Regions from separate parts of the Mus musculus genome. Here regions 1, 2, 3, 4 and 5 are each linked to region 6. The links are chromatin contacts, called in public ChIA-PET, Hi-C, HiChIP or PLAC-seq and promoter capture Hi-C maps. All regions are on one chromosome and are shown on one strand. Each heading gives the region's core, a stretch centred on a gene start, on an enhancer-like site or on the middle of the called end of the contact. The rest is flanking DNA. Distances are from core to core; before and after follow the strand shown.

The links. Promoter capture Hi-C pulls out the DNA fragments that hold promoters and counts their contacts. A called contact is a pair of places that touch in the nucleus more often than the background predicts. ChIA-PET counts read pairs in DNA pulled down with a chosen protein or histone mark. HiChIP or PLAC-seq counts read pairs in DNA pulled down with a chosen protein or histone mark. Capture Hi-C pulls out chosen DNA fragments and counts their contacts.
Region 1: an RNA polymerase II ChIA-PET map of memory CD8 T cells shows a contact between it and region 6, with 61 read pairs. The contact joins the enhancer-like site here to the promoter of Prune1 in region 6. A contact is called at or near these places in 1 of 39 promoter capture datasets (liver), 2 of 115 datasets of contacts at active chromatin or transcription factors (embryonic stem cells and memory CD8 T cells) and 1 of 9 other capture datasets (liver).
Region 2: a contact with region 6 is called in a Hi-C map of uterus. The contact joins the promoter of H4c14 here to the promoter of Prune1 in region 6. A contact is called at or near these places in 2 of 39 promoter capture datasets (erythroid cells and liver), 1 of 484 Hi-C or Micro-C datasets (uterus), 3 of 115 datasets of contacts at active chromatin or transcription factors (bone marrow-derived macrophages and pancreatic cancer cells) and 2 of 9 other capture datasets (adipose tissue and liver).
Region 3: an HNF4G HiChIP or PLAC-seq map of pancreatic cancer cells shows a contact between it and region 6. The contact joins the promoter of Car14 here to the promoter of Prune1 in region 6. A contact is called at or near these places in 3 of 39 promoter capture datasets (erythroid cells, hippocampal neurons and pre-B cells), 2 of 484 Hi-C or Micro-C datasets (embryonic stem cells and liver) and 4 of 115 datasets of contacts at active chromatin or transcription factors (the 230-238 cell line, astrocytes, memory CD8 T cells and 1 more).
Region 4: a promoter capture Hi-C map of adipose tissue shows a contact between it and region 6, with 2.6 times the contacts expected there. The contact joins the promoter of H3c15 here to the promoter of Prune1 in region 6. A contact is called at or near these places in 2 of 39 promoter capture datasets (erythroid cells and neural stem cells), 5 of 115 datasets of contacts at active chromatin or transcription factors (astrocytes, bone marrow-derived macrophages, microglia and 2 more) and 2 of 9 other capture datasets (adipose tissue and liver).
Region 5: a contact with region 6 is called in a promoter capture Hi-C map of erythroid cells, with 42 times the contacts expected there. The contact joins the promoter of Anp32e here to the promoter of Prune1 in region 6. A contact is called at or near these places in 2 of 39 promoter capture datasets (erythroid cells and liver) and 1 of 115 datasets of contacts at active chromatin or transcription factors (bone marrow-derived macrophages).

The regions. Positions count from the first base shown.
Region 1 is chr3:95,949,988-95,952,687 of GRCm38.p6, reverse strand. No RefSeq gene overlaps it. Among named protein-coding and RNA genes, the nearest start is that of Anp32e, 22 kb to the right of the region's middle. Within about 2 kb of position 1,382, at least 443 of the 459 cell types and tissues checked have an H3K27ac peak or open chromatin away from gene starts, as enhancers often do. A contact at or near this core is called in embryonic stem cells, liver and memory CD8 T cells, where this site is marked.
Region 2 is chr3:96,262,046-96,264,745 of GRCm38.p6, reverse strand. It overlaps H4c14 (H4 clustered histone 14), which reads left to right and starts at 1,429. Exons shown (of 1, transcript NM_033596.3): 1 at 1,429-1,812. The coding sequence starts at 1,442. The coding sequence ends at 1,753.
Region 3 is chr3:95,903,391-95,906,090 of GRCm38.p6, reverse strand. It overlaps Car14 (carbonic anhydrase 14), which reads left to right and starts at 1,406. Exons shown (of 11, transcript NM_011797.3): 1 at 1,406-1,771. The coding sequence starts at 1,717.
Region 4 is chr3:96,237,794-96,240,493 of GRCm38.p6, reverse strand. It overlaps H3c15 (H3 clustered histone 15), which reads left to right and starts at 1,367. Exons shown (of 1, transcript NM_054045.4): 1 at 1,367-2,015. The coding sequence starts at 1,553. The coding sequence ends at 1,963. It overlaps H2ac19 (H2A clustered histone 19), which reads left to right and starts at 120. Exons shown (of 1, transcript NM_178212.3): 1 at 120-715. The coding sequence starts at 244. The coding sequence ends at 636.
Region 5 is chr3:95,927,964-95,930,663 of GRCm38.p6, reverse strand. Anp32e (acidic (leucine-rich) nuclear phosphoprotein 32 family, member E) reads right to left here and starts at 1,407. Exons shown (of 7, transcript NM_023210.4): 1 at 1,014-1,407. The coding sequence starts at 1,067. It overlaps Gm46815 (a long non-coding RNA gene), which reads left to right and starts at 1,639. Exons shown (of 3, transcript XR_001783926.1): 1 at 1,639-1,924.
Region 6 is chr3:95,280,818-95,283,517 of GRCm38.p6, reverse strand. It overlaps Prune1 (prune exopolyphosphatase), which reads left to right and starts at 1,442. Exons shown (of 8, transcript NM_173347.2): 1 at 1,442-1,933. The coding sequence starts at 1,895. It overlaps Mindy1 (MINDY lysine 48 deubiquitinase 1), which reads right to left and starts at 583. Exons shown (of 10, transcript NM_199475.1): 1 at 1-583.

The DNA of each region.
Region 1 (2,700 bases), core at 133-2,632, 670 kb before region 6:
TACAATGTCACAAAGTGGGCAAAAATCCAAGTGTTTTACCACCTCTCCTTCTTCAAATAGCAGGGACCAAACCACTAGCTTTGTGCTACACTCTGCTCCATCCTTGTCTGTTTGAGGATAGGACTGGCTATGTGGCCTAGGATGGCCTGCAGTCCAAGACCTTTTCCATGTTTCTCAGACCTCCAAAGAAACTTCTACTGTACAAAACAAACTGATGCAAACATTCTAAAGTGGTTCGTTGGTTCTAATAAAAAGGATTTAAGGATGATTTTACTTTGATACTTTTGACAAACTACCTTCAGCTGTGATTGACTAAAAGACGGAAAAATAAGTCCTAACTCTCTCTGTAATGGACCTTTACAAAGTCTCTCTGTTGGAATCACTCGTTCGGTAAAGAAAGAGCCTTCGTGTTTTTTGTTTGTTTGTTTTTTCGAAGCAGGATTTCTCTGTCCTGGAACTTACTTTGTAGACCAGGCTGGCCTCGAACTCAGAAAATCGCCTACCTCTGCCTCCCAAGTGCTGGGATTAAAGGCGTGCGCCACCAAGCCCTGCTGTCTTCCTGTTTTATGTGTAGTCTCGGAGTCGGTTTTCTTCAGTGCTTTCTCCCAGCACCTGCTCAACTTGACTGATGTAGTTTTAAGTTTTATCAATTAGCAGCAGTTCCAGGAGTAGGGAAAGGGGATGGATAGATAGGAGGGTTAGCTCCTGAGGACAAGGTCAGTGAAAAATGTGTACAAACAAGCTGGACAGTGGTGGCGCACGCCTTTAATCCCAGCACTCAGGAGGCAGAGGCAGGCGGATTTCTGAGTTCGAGGCTAGCCTGGTCTACAGCGTGAGTTCCAGCACTGGCTGCTCTTACAGAGGACCAATCCCCAGAGGCTCCCAAGCATCTGATACCTCCGAGGGCACCAGGCACACGAGTGATACACACACACACACACACACACACAAGACATTCATACACATAAAATCTAAATTAAAACAAACAAACAAACAAAAAAACTAGCCCTCACCGGGCAGTGGTGGCGCACGCCTTTAATCCTAGCACTTGGGAGGCAGAGGCAGGCGGATTTCTGAGTTCGAGGCCAGCCTGGTCTACAGAGTGAGTTTCAGGACAGCCAGGGCTACACAGAGAAACCCTGTCTCGAAAAAAAACCAAAAACAACAAAACAAAACTAGCCCTCATTTCTTTAGAAGACACATAACGTTGCTGTTTCCGATTACTGGCTAACCAGGGTTGGGCGATAGTCTTCAACATCAGGCTTTAGAATGATGCAACACTGAAATTGGGAATCATTAGGCAAACGTTGCGAGACCCGAAGGACAATGAACAGCGTAGAGGATCCCTGAGGTCCGTGATGCGGAAACTCCAGAGCCGTGCTTCCGGCGCGACTGCGCATGCACGGGAGCTCTGACAAGGGATGGGGCGGGGGTTGGGGGGGTGGTGGAGTGAGGCCGAGCCTCGTGACCAGAGCTGCGGCCCAGTGGAGTTTAGAAAGGCGTCCTTGTGATGGGATTCGGTCAGGTCGAGTCTGTCCCTTAGCCCCTGGGGCAACCGTGTCTCACTCCCAGGAGCCCAGGCCTGGCAGGTGCATCCGACGTAGTCGATCTGACGTCACATCCGCCTTCGCTAGCTCCGGAACGAGTGCTCGATTTGCAGTTCTGTCCTAAGTCCTGTTCTTGGCGGACCCCAGCAGGGCGCTCTGCTGTAGTAGCAGCAATTAGAAAACGGAAAATAAAGATTGGAAGCTCGGGATATGCCCAGGGACTGCGGCAGAGGACTGACTTCCAAAAGCATTTAGATAAATGGCATGACCTGTTCAAGCCTATCAAGACCCGATACGTGGCAGCACGCTGGCTCGACCCGGGGATCGCGGTGGGAAACGCGACCTTAGAAGAGTCTCCTTAAAAGTTGGCGTCTAGCGCAGCACCTCCTGCGAACTGCAGCCCGGGAACCCCATATTCCGATATATACAGCTTTATTACAAAATAAAATCTGTAAAATCTTATAGATGACTGTGAACATCCACTTCTGTATTTGCCAGGCACTGGCATAGCCTCATACAGCTATACCAGGGTCCCTTCAGCAAAATCTTGCTGGCATATGCAATAGTGCCTGGGTTTGGTGGCTGATTATGGGATGGATCCCCTGGTGGGGTAGTCTCTGGATAGTCCATCCTTTCATCTTAGCTCCAAACTTTGTCTCTGTAACTCCTTTCATGGGTATTTTGTTCCCTACTCTAAGGAAGAGTGAAGTATCCACCCATTGGTCTTCCCTCTTCTTGATTTTCTTGTGTTTTGCAAATTGTATCTTGGGTGTCCTATGTTTCTGGGCTAATATCCACTTATCAGTGAGTGCCCCCAATAGAGAAGCTAGAGAAAGCACCCAAGGAGCTGAAGGGGTCTGCAACAATAGGTGGAACAACAATATGAACTAACCAGTATCCCCAGAGCTCGTGTCTCTAGCTGCATATGTAGCAGAAGATGGCTTAGTCGGCCAACACTGGGAAGAGAGGCCCCTTGGTATTGCAAACTTTATATGCCCCAGTACAGGGGAATGTCAGGGCCAAGAATTGGAAGTGGGTGGGTAGGGAAGCAGGGCGGGGTGAGGGTATAGGGAACTTTCGGGATAGCATTTGAAATGTATATAAAGAAAATATCTAATAAAAAATCTGTAAAATCACTTGGAATTCGAATTTT
Region 2 (2,700 bases), core at 180-2,679, 980 kb before region 6:
GGCAGGAGCTGTCCACCCATAAACAACTATTGAGCCTCTACTGCACTTCACCTTAAAAAGAAAGAAGACACAGAAATCACATCCCATTAGGGACATAGTCAAGGATGTGGAGAAGTCCGCACAATACAGAGATATGAAGCAACACAGCTTCCAGGGGTCGCCATGGGAATGAGAAAACAGCGGCTGCGGGATGGAGAGGCTCTGAATTCTAGGGTGCTAGTTTGGGCATGGAGGCATGTCTACAAACAGGATCTATCCATCAAGAGACGTGTATGACTGCCCAGGGTTACTGGGGTAGGAGGGAGCTCTCTTCCCTCTAAGATCTACAATTCACAGGTCTTAGGTTTAAAACATTTGAGTTGAGAGGGGAGTCTGAGCCCCCAGCCTAAGGTGACTCAAAACCTACATCTATCTACATGTCTGGAGCCAGAAAATCTGGATAGAAAAAAGGTGGTGGTGGTGGTGGTGGGGATTCATGAGCACATATAGATGTTAGAATAAAGGAACAGTCAGAACAAGGCCTATCAGATCACTTTAAAAACAAGTCCCAACCAACCCACTACCGTTCTTTCTGATGCAGAATGCTTTCTCAAGATTCTTCTATGGGTGGCCCTGGGAACGACGGACATACTAGAAGTACAGACTCCAGTTCATTTCCCAGGGCGTCACTGTATAAAGCAGACACACACTTGAAAAAGTGAATTTTAGTCTACTGCATAGTAGAGACAGTTTGGAATAACTGAAAACAAAGGGCGGGCCTCAAAGGACTTGTGGAAACGAGCGTAGCAGCATTCCCGGGCTGCTCGGCTAGTCAGCGGGCCTTTGGGTAGAAGAGCGTGGAAACCCACTGACCTCGGTGAAAAGGATCGGCGGCATCCTCAGTTTTCCTATGATCTAGTTTCTGCTTGATCTGAATAATGTGTCTCTATCAACGAAACAGGCGACTGTACGCAGAAACGCCCGCGACCTTTCCCTTCCACACACATTCCTGGGTCCTCTGCTTTCGATTGTCACGCTGGTTACTGGAACTTTTGCTGCGGTTTTTACCTAACAGGAGCTCCGGGCCCTTCAGTGCAGCGCACTCCCCCCTCATCTCTAACTTTCTCTTTCTCCGGTCTTTTGTCTTTTTAGCGTCAGTGCTTTCTAAAGTCTGTGTTATCTCTAAGTTTTATTTGGAGGAATCTGAATTCTCCGAGGGACTTCGGCACCATAATTAAGAAAATCGAAAATAAAAAAATAAAGGCTTGAGACTGTAAGGAACCGGTAGAGGGCAGAGAAGAGAAAAGAAAAACAGGAAGATGATGCAACATCCAGAGCCCGGATAATTTAGAAAGGTTCCCGCCCGCGCGCTTTCAGTTTTCAATCTGGTCCGATCCTCTCATATATTAGTGGCACTCCACCTCCAATGCCTCACCAGCTGGTGTTTCAGATTACATTAGCCATGTCTGGCAGAGGAAAGGGTGGAAAGGGTCTAGGCAAGGGTGGCGCCAAGCGCCATCGCAAAGTCTTGCGTGACAACATCCAGGGTATCACCAAGCCCGCCATCCGCCGCCTGGCTCGGCGCGGTGGGGTCAAGCGCATCTCCGGCCTCATCTACGAGGAGACCCGTGGTGTGCTGAAGGTGTTCCTGGAGAACGTCATCCGCGACGCAGTCACCTACACCGAGCACGCCAAGCGCAAGACCGTCACCGCTATGGATGTGGTGTACGCTCTCAAGCGCCAGGGCCGCACCCTCTACGGCTTCGGAGGCTAGACGCCGCCGCTTCAATTCCCCCCCCCCCCATCCCTAACGGCCCTTTTTAGGGCCAACCACAGTCTCTTCAGGAGAGCTGACACTGACTTGGGTTGTACAGGTAATAACCGTGGGTTTAGACTCGGTAAGGTAAAGACGCTAGTTTTCCTTGTGACTCAACGCTACTAGGTGTTCCGCTTTTAGAGCCATCCACTTAAGTTTCTATACCACGGCGGATAGATAGCATCCAGCAGGATAGCTCACACTGGGAATTTTAATTCCTACTTAGTGTGTGAGCTGGTTGTCAGGTCAAGAGACTGGCTAAGATTTTCTTTAGCTGTTTGGAGCAGAATTGCAATAAGGAGACCCTTTGGATGGGATGACCTATGTCCACACATCAAATGGCTATGTGGCTGTGTCCCTGTGTTTCCAATGAGTGGCTGTGCTTGACCGGATATTTGGTATTGTTTCTATGGCCCCACAACCCACCTTTTATCCTTCCTCATCTTCCCAAAAGATTTTCTTCAGGCCATGTTAGAAAGCTAGCTGCCTAGATGGAGGTCACGTAACCCTCTGCGCCAAAAGGCTACGTAAGAGAGACCGGGCGTTGTCCTGCTGCTGATTGGCTCAGTGGAAGAGTTAGGCGTATGGCCTCCTGCAGAATAAAGAGCTGGCAGCAGAAGCTTGGGCCGGACAGGCGGGAGACAAGCAGGGACAAGAACGGAACAGGGATTTAAAGAGACACGTGGTGGGACACAGTGGCAAGAAGTCGGTCGGGTTAGGTAGATGGGTTAGCTGAGGGACTGTCTCAGCAAACAGGCCAACAGCTTTATTGTATCCAGATGTCTCCGGTGTCTTTACAATTAAACACCAAGCAGGACCCCCAAAAGTCCTCGCAAAACTCCTCAGTTTAGGCATGGATCTAGGAAATAGTGGACTGGGATCGAAGCTCTGCTGGGATACAATTG
Region 3 (2,700 bases), core at 157-2,656, 620 kb before region 6:
ACTTTAAGACGGAAACTTTTTTTTAGGGGATGAAGTATTCGCAAAGCGATAAAACGTTGTGTGTGTGTGTGTGTGTGTGTGTGTGTGTGTGTGTGTGTATTTTAAATATATATATATATTTTTAAAAAGTCCTTACTCTGAAGCTCAGTCGTGGGACAGAAAAGCACTCTGAGCTCCTGTCTCCGCAGGAGTGATGACCTGGCACATGCATTATTCTGTTCATTTGGCTTTTATCCCGTGCCCTTGTTTGGCTTCTGCTCCTTTGTTTTGGCTATTTATTGCTACTTGATAGGAGTAAGGAGGGCAGAAAGACCTCACAGAGGTTATGGAGGAGAGATTTCACCATCTAGCTTGAAATTATCTGTGGTCTTCACACTCACTAATGAGGGACTTAGGATGTACATTCCGATCGGGATTTCTAGTCCCGTGGGGGAGCGCACACCAGCCACATTCCTGAGACGCCACGCAGCCTCCATGCTCCACTAGCAAACTCAGTTCCACCACAGCAAGTTTCACTTGATCCCACAGGACCTGCCTGGACCCTTTGTTGGGTGGGCGGGAAGCCCCTGGACCCCTCACCCACCTGGTCACATGGCCTTTCTATGGCCCCTCCCCTCTCTTTCTTTGGAGTCCGCCTTTTTCTCATGGTGACAGTAATTGTTTCTACAGTCACCCATCACTCCTCCTGCCCGGCCTCTCTGCTAGGGGTCAGTGTCCTCTTCAGTGACAAAAGGCGCCCTAGATCTGGGCTCCCTGGGGAGGGAGGTGGCTGGATCTGGTAGTTAGAATGCTGTCTCTCCCTGGTGCTGCGACAACCCCTCCCCCGCTGTGCACACAAATGGGCTTTATCCGGCAAACAAAACCGCACCCCCACCCCAGGCTACACAGGCACGTGGACCTAAGCCTCACCAAGGGAAGGGGGTGGTGACAGGCGCCAGAGAAAGACGAGGCAGAAGACAAATATTCTCCTCGCCCCACTTCTTGCTCTCCACAATCCAGATTTTAAAGTTTGACTTTCCACTCCCCACCTGCTCCCTGAGCCTCCAACTTCTGTTCTCCTATCTCCCGAATCTGAATTCTTTCTGGTTCCAACCAGCTCAACTTCTCTTGGTTTCAGAAACAGGTTCCCCACCAGCAGTCCCATACCACCCAGGGATGTGCTCCTCAGGCAGGGGAATGAGAACACGGTGTCCTGGGAGGGAGAGGTGCGAAACCCCCCTTCCCTGACCGAGAGTTCCAGGGGACACCCGTACGAGCGGCAGTGTAAATAGCAAAGGAAGAGCTCACTCCAGGGTCCTGAGCCAAGGCCAGGGCGCTGGGCTCTGCTGGGCCATCCTGCATGCCTAATCCGCTATTTAAGGAGCTGCTCGGCTGCAGCCCAGGCACCACCCCCCTCCTCACGTACACCGGTTTCGAGCCACCTTAAAAGCGGGAGGCAACTGTGAAGTTGCTGGCCAGTAAGTGGTGTGGAGATTACGAAGGGACATACGGAGAGGGCAGAGAGAGGAAGAGAGAGAAAGTGAGAGAGGAAGAAATTTATCCTGGGATCCAGAAGTTCGTGTTAACCTGTGGAAAATCAAGTCCCTGGAAGTCTGCAGAGACAGAGACAAGAAGAAAAGAGATAGAACGCCAGAAACTCCTCTCTCTCCCTCCCTCTCCACCTCTCTCTTCTAAACCCCAAATTCCTGGTCCCTTGTACCCCATTGTGGGGATAATATGTTGTTCTTCGCTCTCCTGTTAAAGGTGACTTGGATCCTGGCTGCAGATGGGGGTAGGTACAACTGGGTCTGTGCTAATGTCCACCCGTAGCCATGTGTACTTATGTGGGGGAGGAGAGGTTTCAGAAAGGGAAGCCTAGGGGCTGGGGGGTAGGGGGGGGAGGCATGGGGTGGGAGAAAGACTATGGAGGAGATCCTTCCATTCTTTTCCTTTTCCTCTCTAACCCAGCGATTACTGCTATCTCTGCGACAGGGAGAGCTAGCCAGAGGCCAGTGTGTGAATGCTCAGGAGTGTAGGACACTCGGCCAGCTACAGTTCTCCAGTCCACTCTTTCCCCACTGCCCTAGTCCCGGGCAGCCCTCCTGCCCGTCTTTGTTTACGCACTCTGCTGGTTAGGGAGAGCAGGGGTGAGAAGGGACACGTGCTGCAGTCCTGCCCGACTCAGACCCCGACCCTCTGCTGATCAAAGGATAACTCCATTACCTGCCAAGGGGCAGGGGCAGCTGGTCCATTTCCCTGAAAGGAACACGACTAAACGTTTGCTCAGCTCTTTATAGTGTACAAAGGGCTTTCAGGATTAGGAGAGAGGTGGGGAGACGTTGGAGAAAACAAGCTAAGTTGTTTCTGGAACGCCTGAAGGATTCCCACAACTTTTTTTGTTGTTATTGCTTATTTTTATTTACTTTTTTTTTTGAGACAAGGTTTCACGTGGCCAGACCTATCTCAAACTCACTCTGTAGCTGAGGTTAGACCTGCTTGGCTCTGCCTCCCCATGCCTGGTTTCTACACCCTGTTTTTGTGCTTCTCAGGCCCCATTCTGTATCCAGCACATAGTAGGTGAGGGATTAAAGTTTATTGGAAGGACGAGGTGGGGGGGGGGATTATCTAGAAAGCGAGAGGAAGATGGGACCAAGGGATCCAAAAGAAAATGAGGAGTCACAAATCTCTTCTGAGAAGAAACAATTTGGAAAGAGGAAAAAA
Region 4 (2,700 bases), core at 118-2,617, 960 kb before region 6:
ATGAAGCCACCGAGCACGCGCGTCGTGATTCGCGCGTTCCAGGGCGGCGCCGGGGCGAGGGAGCCGGTCTTATGTAAATGAGAGGCTTCTGTCCGCGCGCTCCTATTGGCCACGGCGTCAGGACGCGTGTGAGCCAATGAGAGCGTCGGGCGGACAATCGGGTCTGCGTCTATAAAAGGGTGAGGCGTCGGCGCCGGAGTACCGTTTCCTGGTTGTGGCCGTTCGTCTGTTTGCGCTTTCGTGATGTCCGGTCGTGGCAAGCAAGGAGGCAAGGCCCGCGCCAAGGCCAAGTCGCGGTCTTCCCGGGCCGGGCTACAGTTCCCGGTGGGGCGTGTGCACCGGCTGCTGCGCAAGGGCAACTACGCGGAGCGTGTGGGTGCCGGCGCGCCGGTATACATGGCGGCGGTGCTGGAGTACCTAACGGCCGAGATCCTGGAGCTGGCGGGCAACGCGGCCCGCGACAACAAGAAGACGCGCATCATCCCGCGCCACCTGCAGCTGGCCATCCGCAACGACGAGGAGCTCAACAAGCTGCTGGGCAAAGTGACGATCGCGCAGGGCGGCGTCCTGCCCAACATCCAGGCCGTGCTGCTGCCCAAGAAGACGGAGAGCCACCATAAGGCGAAGGGCAAGTGAGGCCACTGCTCGCGTCGGCCCGCGTCTCTGTGATATAACCCCCGCGAGCTCCTAAAAAGGCTCTTTTCAGAGCCACCCACTGAATCAGATAAAGAGTTGTGTCACGGTAGCCGGTCTTGGTGGCCTTTCCTGGCCCTGCCCCAAAAGTAAGAGTGTCGTGTCCTCTGCTTCCTTGCCCATCCTGCCCGTGGTTCCCCCTGGTAGTTAGTCTGTTGTCGCTCTTTGGTTCATGCCCTGCCTCGGCGGAGCGGATACGCGGTTCTCGCTGACCGTCCCAAGCATTTAGCCCCTATCTGCCCACACCCTTGTCCTACACAACACTGTCCCTCACTCAGCGTCCACCCGCCTGACCCTTCCCAGGACTAAGACTCAACTAGGACGTCTAGGCCAATCTAGACATAAGTCGCAGTCAGCCGCGCTCTCGTCCGGTCCTTGGGGAATGTCTAGGAGGAGGAGGTGTCCCGCGAGGACTGGACGCGGCCGGCTCTAGGGATCATGGGGGACTGGGGCTGGGACTGTGGCTGTGGCTGGGCGGTGCTGCACAAACACTAGATTAGTTCTGCCCTGGGACTTTGGGCGGCGGGCGGGGGCGCGCGAGCTCCTCTTGGGCAGAGCCGGGACCCGCCCTCTACGGGCAGCTGCCAGACGTGGCTCCACCCTCGCAGAACGTTGGCAAGTGGACCGGGCGCGGGGCTGGACGTGGGGGGCGGGTGGGGGCGGGTCAGGTGGCGTGGCGGGCCCGAGCCAATGGGCGAGGTCGGGGCCGGTGACGCCACGGCCAATGGCGCGGCAGCGCGGGAGTTTCAAGTCGCTGTCTCCGCCCCGCCGCGGGGAAGACTGCGCCTATAAAGGCGGCCGGCTCGGGCCGGTATCAGGTCCCCGAGTGCTCCTCGTTTGGGTGTCTTCCGTCTTCGCCATGGCCCGTACGAAGCAGACTGCCCGCAAGTCCACCGGCGGCAAGGCCCCGCGCAAGCAGCTGGCCACCAAGGCCGCCCGCAAGAGCGCCCCGGCCACGGGCGGCGTGAAGAAGCCGCACCGCTACCGGCCCGGCACCGTGGCGCTGCGGGAGATCCGGCGCTACCAGAAGTCGACCGAGCTGCTGATCCGCAAGCTGCCGTTCCAGCGCCTGGTGCGCGAGATCGCGCAGGACTTCAAGACGGACCTGCGCTTCCAGAGCTCGGCCGTCATGGCGCTGCAGGAGGCGAGCGAGGCCTACCTGGTGGGGCTGTTCGAGGACACCAACCTGTGCGCCATCCACGCCAAACGCGTCACCATCATGCCCAAGGACATCCAGTTGGCCCGCCGCATCCGTGGGGAGCGCGCTTAAGCGCCCTGTCTCCCATCCATTCCCCACAAAGGCTCTTTTCAGAGCCACCACAGCTTCCCGGAAAGAGCTGTTTACTTCGCTTAGAGCTTTGTCCGCACATTATCCCGCTCCATAGCTCTAGGTTGGTATCTGACTTATACCTGTTATGTCTACATAATGGTTGCTTTCAAGGAAGGTTTGAATGCCCTTAGTGTAAGTTGTTTAACGTTAATTGCGGTCTTATTCAGACTCCTAGCTTGTTAACCCGAAGTAGGTTCACCACCTCAGTCTAAGGGGAGGGGATAATCTTACGGAGGGTTGGGGCTTGGTGGATACTATGTAATGTTCCTACCCAGCTGGAGCAGAGAAGGCTTTGTAAGTAGCTGAAGGCTGAGATCTAGCTTACAGCTCATAATTACATCACCAGACTTCTGGACGACTGAAGATTATTGTTGCTCATTTAATGCAATGTCTGAGGCTTACGGGGCTCAACGTCGGTGGTAAGTGGACTATGAGTAATATCCAGTGATAAAGCTTTGTTCTCTAACACTTGATTAGAAGACCTGCTAGCTACTTGGGATTCAGCATTTATTGCTATGATATGGTTCAATGGCAATTGGGTAGTTTTTCCTCTTACTCCTATTAATTTACTTCAAAATGACAACTCCATTCCCCCCTTCCCACTTTGGCAGGCACCTTTCTGGACCGAAATACACTGGATATCAAAGGGGAATCCCTTTACAATTCCTTAGCGTGAG
Region 5 (2,700 bases), core at 158-2,657, 650 kb before region 6:
GAAGTACAGATTTACAGATATACAGAATTACAGATATCACTCACCACGTCCTGCTGACAGCTTTCAACTTTTGAGTTTTTCTAGAATCTTCTAAGAAGCTCTAGAAAACTTCCATTGCTCCCAGAGATAACCCTCACAGCAACAATGTTTCCACCACCTCTCTCTCGCCTCCAGTCACCAAAACCCGCAAAGGAACCACGAAAATCAGCAGGGCTCAGGGACCGTTGGCTCTGCATGATAACTGTGGAGGCCCGGCAGATGCCCGCCTTTGAGCGGGCGTCAAGGGACCACGGCGGCGCGGACCCCTTGTCCCTCGATTTCACGCCGCGGCCGCGAATCAGCGAGCCTGGTCCCCGCCCGCCGCGGCCAATCTCCAGACCCGCGGACCTGGCGTAAACCGCTAGGGAATCCGACGGCGGGGAGTCGGGGCGACGCCTCCCGGGCCCCCTTCAAGACTCGGGACTCTTCCCTACGACCGCACTGAGCGCAGCGAGGCTCGCACAAGCCTCCAGCTTGCGTAAAAGTCCGCGCGCCACGCGGATCGCGGCCCGCGCCGTCGGGTCCCGGGATTCCGCTGCGGCCCCGGCCGCGGCGCGTGCTGCCCGCGAGCGGGCACGGTCGGAGGGAGCGTGGGGCACAGATCGGCGCGAGTCCCACACCCGGGGCCGCGGCCGGCCGAGTGGCGGCGCCGCGGGAAAGTTACACCAACTTCGCAGGTGGCGAGGACCCGGGGGTCGCGCCCACGCCGCCCGCGCCCGCGATGCCGGGCCACCAGTCTGCGAGGACGCCATGGGGCTGAGCCCCCGCGCGCTCACGAAAATGCCCCTAGAAACTTAAGCCCTTCGCCATTTTAAGCACAAGAGCCTGGTGATTTAAAACTTAAAATAAACACCCCGCCTCCACCCCAAGTGGGGGCGCGCTTCCCAGCCCGCCCTGCGCACCCACCCGGACCCCCGAAGCCCACCCCTCACGATCCAGGGCGGGAGGGGACTATGGGGGCTGAGTCATCTCACCTCCTCCGGGGCTCTGTTCTTCAACTCCATGTTAATCTTCTTCTTCATCTCCATGTCCTCCTCCTTTCCCCTCGCCTGCCCTCCCCACTATCCCCAACCCTAAAAAAACCTCTAAAGGTCTGGAGATGAATGAAAAGAGACGCAAAGACGAACGCCCACTACCACACGGGTGTGGGAGAGAAAGAAAAGAATAGCAAATGGAGTCCGACGACTTGGGACTAACTCGGCTGCCCCCACCTCCGAGTCCACACACCCGCGCGCGCACACTCGGGCACGCACACACTTTCACACAGAGAGAGTGAGGGAGAGAGACACGCGCGCGCCCGCAGTTCCTTCCCCTTCAATGGCTGCTGCGAGACTGAGCCTCCATGACACGGCACCGCCAACCCCCCCTAGCCTACACTCCACCCACCTCCCAACGGGATTGGTCGAGTCCTTAGCGTCACACGACTCCATTGGGCTAGAGGGTTGTCCATTTGTCTTTAGGGGGGACCTGGACCAGAAACTCAGTGTCTATTGGCTCTGACTAGGCGCGCAGTTAATTCCGATAGGTTCGGGAGGATGTACGTCCCGGAGAAATGATTTTGAATCCCAGTCGCCCCCCTCCTTTTCTTTGTGTGATTGGCGCGCTTTCCCCTTGGTAGTAGGACGGTTTGGGTGTCTGTTGGGTTTGTTTTTGTTTGTTTGGGGTTTTTCTGGCTTCAGGGTTAAAAGGAAGGGAAAAGGCGTCGTTGGCATCCCCAAGTTGTAAGTGGGTCATGCAACACACTGCACCCAGAGCTTTCGGTGGTCTTAAAGCACAAGCCTTCTGCTCTGCGGCTAAAGTGTAAGCAGGGGCGCGAGCGCGAACAGCGTGTTGGTGACACCTCCCCGTCCCGAACTGCTTGTAGAACCAGAGCGTGATAAAGAAGGTATTTTAACTTCCAACATAAAGGGGGGAACGGCTCTGAAAGCAGAGTTGAGTTTAGCACGTTGAGTCAGAAGCCTTTAAATAAAACTGTCCAGGAGGAGTTGATACTGAGGTCATTTGTCACTGCTAAAAAGTTGGAATATTAGAGCCAGCCGCGGTGGCACACGCCTTTAATCCCAGCACTGGAAGGCAGAGTCAGGCAGATCTCTGAATTCGAGGCCAACCTGGTCTACAGAGCGAGTTCCAGGATTACACAGAAAGGGGGGTGGGGTGGGGAGAGACTGTTTCCAAAAGACAGAAAAACAAACAAACAAAATTGACACCTTAGAGGAAAAATAACACAGGCCTAAAGAAACACAATTATCAGAAACTGTCCAGCAAGGCCTCTCCTTTCCTACAGGAATCTACTTAAAATGTTCTTTTAAGTGTGAGGGGATGGAGAGGCAATGACCTCTAGCAGAGGTTCCACCCTGGTTCGATTTCTAGCACCCATATAGTGGCTCATAATCACCCATAACTACAATGCCAGGAAATTCAGAGGCATCCTCCGGACTCCACAGGCCACAGGCACAGATGCATTGTGTGTGCGTACGTGCAGGCAAAACACACGGATATGCAAAAACAAAATAAGTAAATTAAAAACAAAACCAAAACTTTTTTTTTCTGTTTAATGTTCCTGAAAGATCCAACATTCCTTTAATCATAGCCCTCAGAAGGGAGAGAGGGGCAGATCCACAGTCATCTACTAAGTAAATCCAAGGCCAGCCTCTGTCACAA
Region 6 (2,700 bases), core at 193-2,692:
CAGCTGTCAGCCCCAGAGCTTACACGGCTTGACACGGGTTTACTCTCGCGGCGTCCAGCCTGGGTCGCTGCCACTTCCGGACACACGCCCAATACGGGGGACGCTGGAGCAGGGTCGGGGCCGAGGACAAGCAAGGCACAGCGCAGGCGGTCCCGCCTGGCTTCCCAGAGTCTTCAGGATTCCCGAGTCACCGAGCCTCCGGCGTGCGCTCCAGGCCGTGCCTACAAACTGGCTTTCAAAGGAAGTTTGTGGTTTTTCTTTTTCTTCTCTCTGTCCCTCTTTTCCCCCTGTCCGGACAAAGACAAATTAGCCAAGGACGCGGTCCCTAGAGGAGGAGGAGGAGGAGGGGCCTGCTCAGCTACCGAGGATTTCCATCAGGGCTGTCTGAGCCGGTCAGCAGCCCGGTGAGCCGCAGAAAGGAAGAGAGAAAAACAACAGACCCTTTCTCTTCCCTCCGCCTGCCGCTGGAAGGGACGGAGCGCGTGTGCCTCTCTGGTGAGAACCGGGAAAAGCAAGCGGCCTGGCAGAGCCCGGAGGAGCAGGGCGGGACAGCGGCTGTTGATTAGACCTCCCTGGATGCCCGCCGCAGCCCTCTGCTCTGGAGCCAAGAAAGCAGGGCGGAAGGGCGTTGTGTTTGCATATGTACTCGTTCAATAAGAAAGAAAATTCCCACTCCTGGTTTTCTGGAGCCCCTGAGCTCTTTCCCAAGGCTTCCCTTCTTCCCCGTATGCTTTTTTTGAAAGGCTAGGAATGAAACTGGTTCAGCTGTGTACCTGGTCGGGGGCGAGGAAGACGCTCTTCTGCCTCTTCTCACCTCCCCGAGAAGCAGGACGATCTGGGGATAGATTAAAAAATGAGGGAACATGTTATGATGAAGGGACATTTTCCCCCCAAGTAGTCTGCCCTGGGACACGCAAGTGGCAGTTAAGGGATGTTGGAACCCAGCCTTAGGTTCTGAAGGCTCCTCTAAACTCTATTGATGTGACGGCCAAAGGATAAGGCTTCAAGCAACTCGGAAAGCCGAGAGAACTGTTGCAACAGAGACCCAGGAAGCAAAGTCACGGTTGCAACAGCCCATGAATGAGGAGTATTTGCTCAGGCTGTAGAAGAAAGGCTATGAAGAAGGAGGAAGAGTTGGCACGACAGTAGGTTTTAAGAAAACAAGTCAAACATTATGGTAATGTTTTCCTATCGTGAACAAACACATTGATCACGATTTGTCAGTTTGGTAAAGGGGAGAATTTAAAAAAAAGAAAGAAAAAACACCTAACCAGGGAAGCTATTTTAATAAATAATATGTACAGCAATGTTGTAATTTAAAGTCCTAACCAAACCAGGCCTGTGAATCCAGTATTCAGGAAACTGAGGAGAAAGATTACAAATTCCAGACAGGTTGGGCTAGATAGAAAGAATTTGTATTTTAAAAAAAATTGAGAGATTAATTTACATCAATCTCGAACAGATTTTCGGTGTAATATATGGAAAGGTACTATACTTAGTCCTATCTGCAAGTTCAGATGCCATAAAGGCGAGTTATTGTGACACATACACAATTTGCATGTCATAGCCCTCCGAAAACTGCTCACTTGAGGACAAACACGAGCTGCTGGACTACATTTCCCAGGAGGCACCGCGATATACCATACTCCTCCTTGACGTCCCATGAGTCTTTGGGCTCAGAACCCAGCCTCTGCCGCTGGGGGGCGGGGCAACGCCGGACTCCCGGAGTGCCGGATTACGCACTTCCTCCTGGGGTTCGGAGGCCGAACCCTTTAGTGGCGGGTTCGAGTCCCGCCCCCTGACTCTCGGCTCTAGACCCTAGGTCTAGGGCGGGGTACATTCTGCCGGGTTACCTCTCCTGGCTGAGGGGCAACGGCACACCTCGGGCTTTACCATGGAGGACTACCTGCAGGACTGTCGAGCCGCTTTGCAGGTAACGGGTCCCAGTCCGTGACCGAAAGGAATGCAGCGTGGGGTCTGGGAAGGACGAAGGTGTGGGATCTGGGGAGCCCGGACGGTCGGTGTGGAGGGATCACAGAGATGGACGCGGGGGAGCTAGAGGACCAAGCCCTTCGGCCATAGGCGGGAGAGCCCGGAGAAAGGAGTCTCTTGGTTTGCTTGAGTCGGGTCCTTCGGCAGAACCTGTGCGGCGGCCGCCAGCCTCGCCCGGCGAGGTGTGTCTCTCCCTTCTCCCCGCCCCTCTCAGTTTCCCTCCCGCAAGCGGGCTTCAGCCCACTGGGTCCAGGTGAACCTCTGGGAGTGGAGGGCACTGGGTGCACCGCTTTATTGCCTCTGAATGGCGGTTTGCCTTTTTTTTTTTTCCCTCCTAGGTAGAGGCGGTCGTGGTGTTTTACTTTAAATCTTTGTTTTTATGCCAAATATACAGAATAATTCATCAGGCATATATGTTGACCCACAACTTACATTCCTTTGCTTCCAGTGTTCTCCTTTAGTGTTAATGCAGGCGCGTGCGCATACACACACACACACACACACACACACACACACACACACACGTAAAAATACCGCCTCCTTGGTAAGGGATAAACACAAAGTGTGTTTGGAATCTAAACCATAAGCACGGCCCTGAATTCTTTGTAGCTTATTTTTGGTGCTTCCTGAACCAGCTGGACTCGCCCAGCTGTGTTGACAGGCTGTGTGGCATTAGGTCGCTCTTCCCTTTAAAGGCTCCAAGTCACC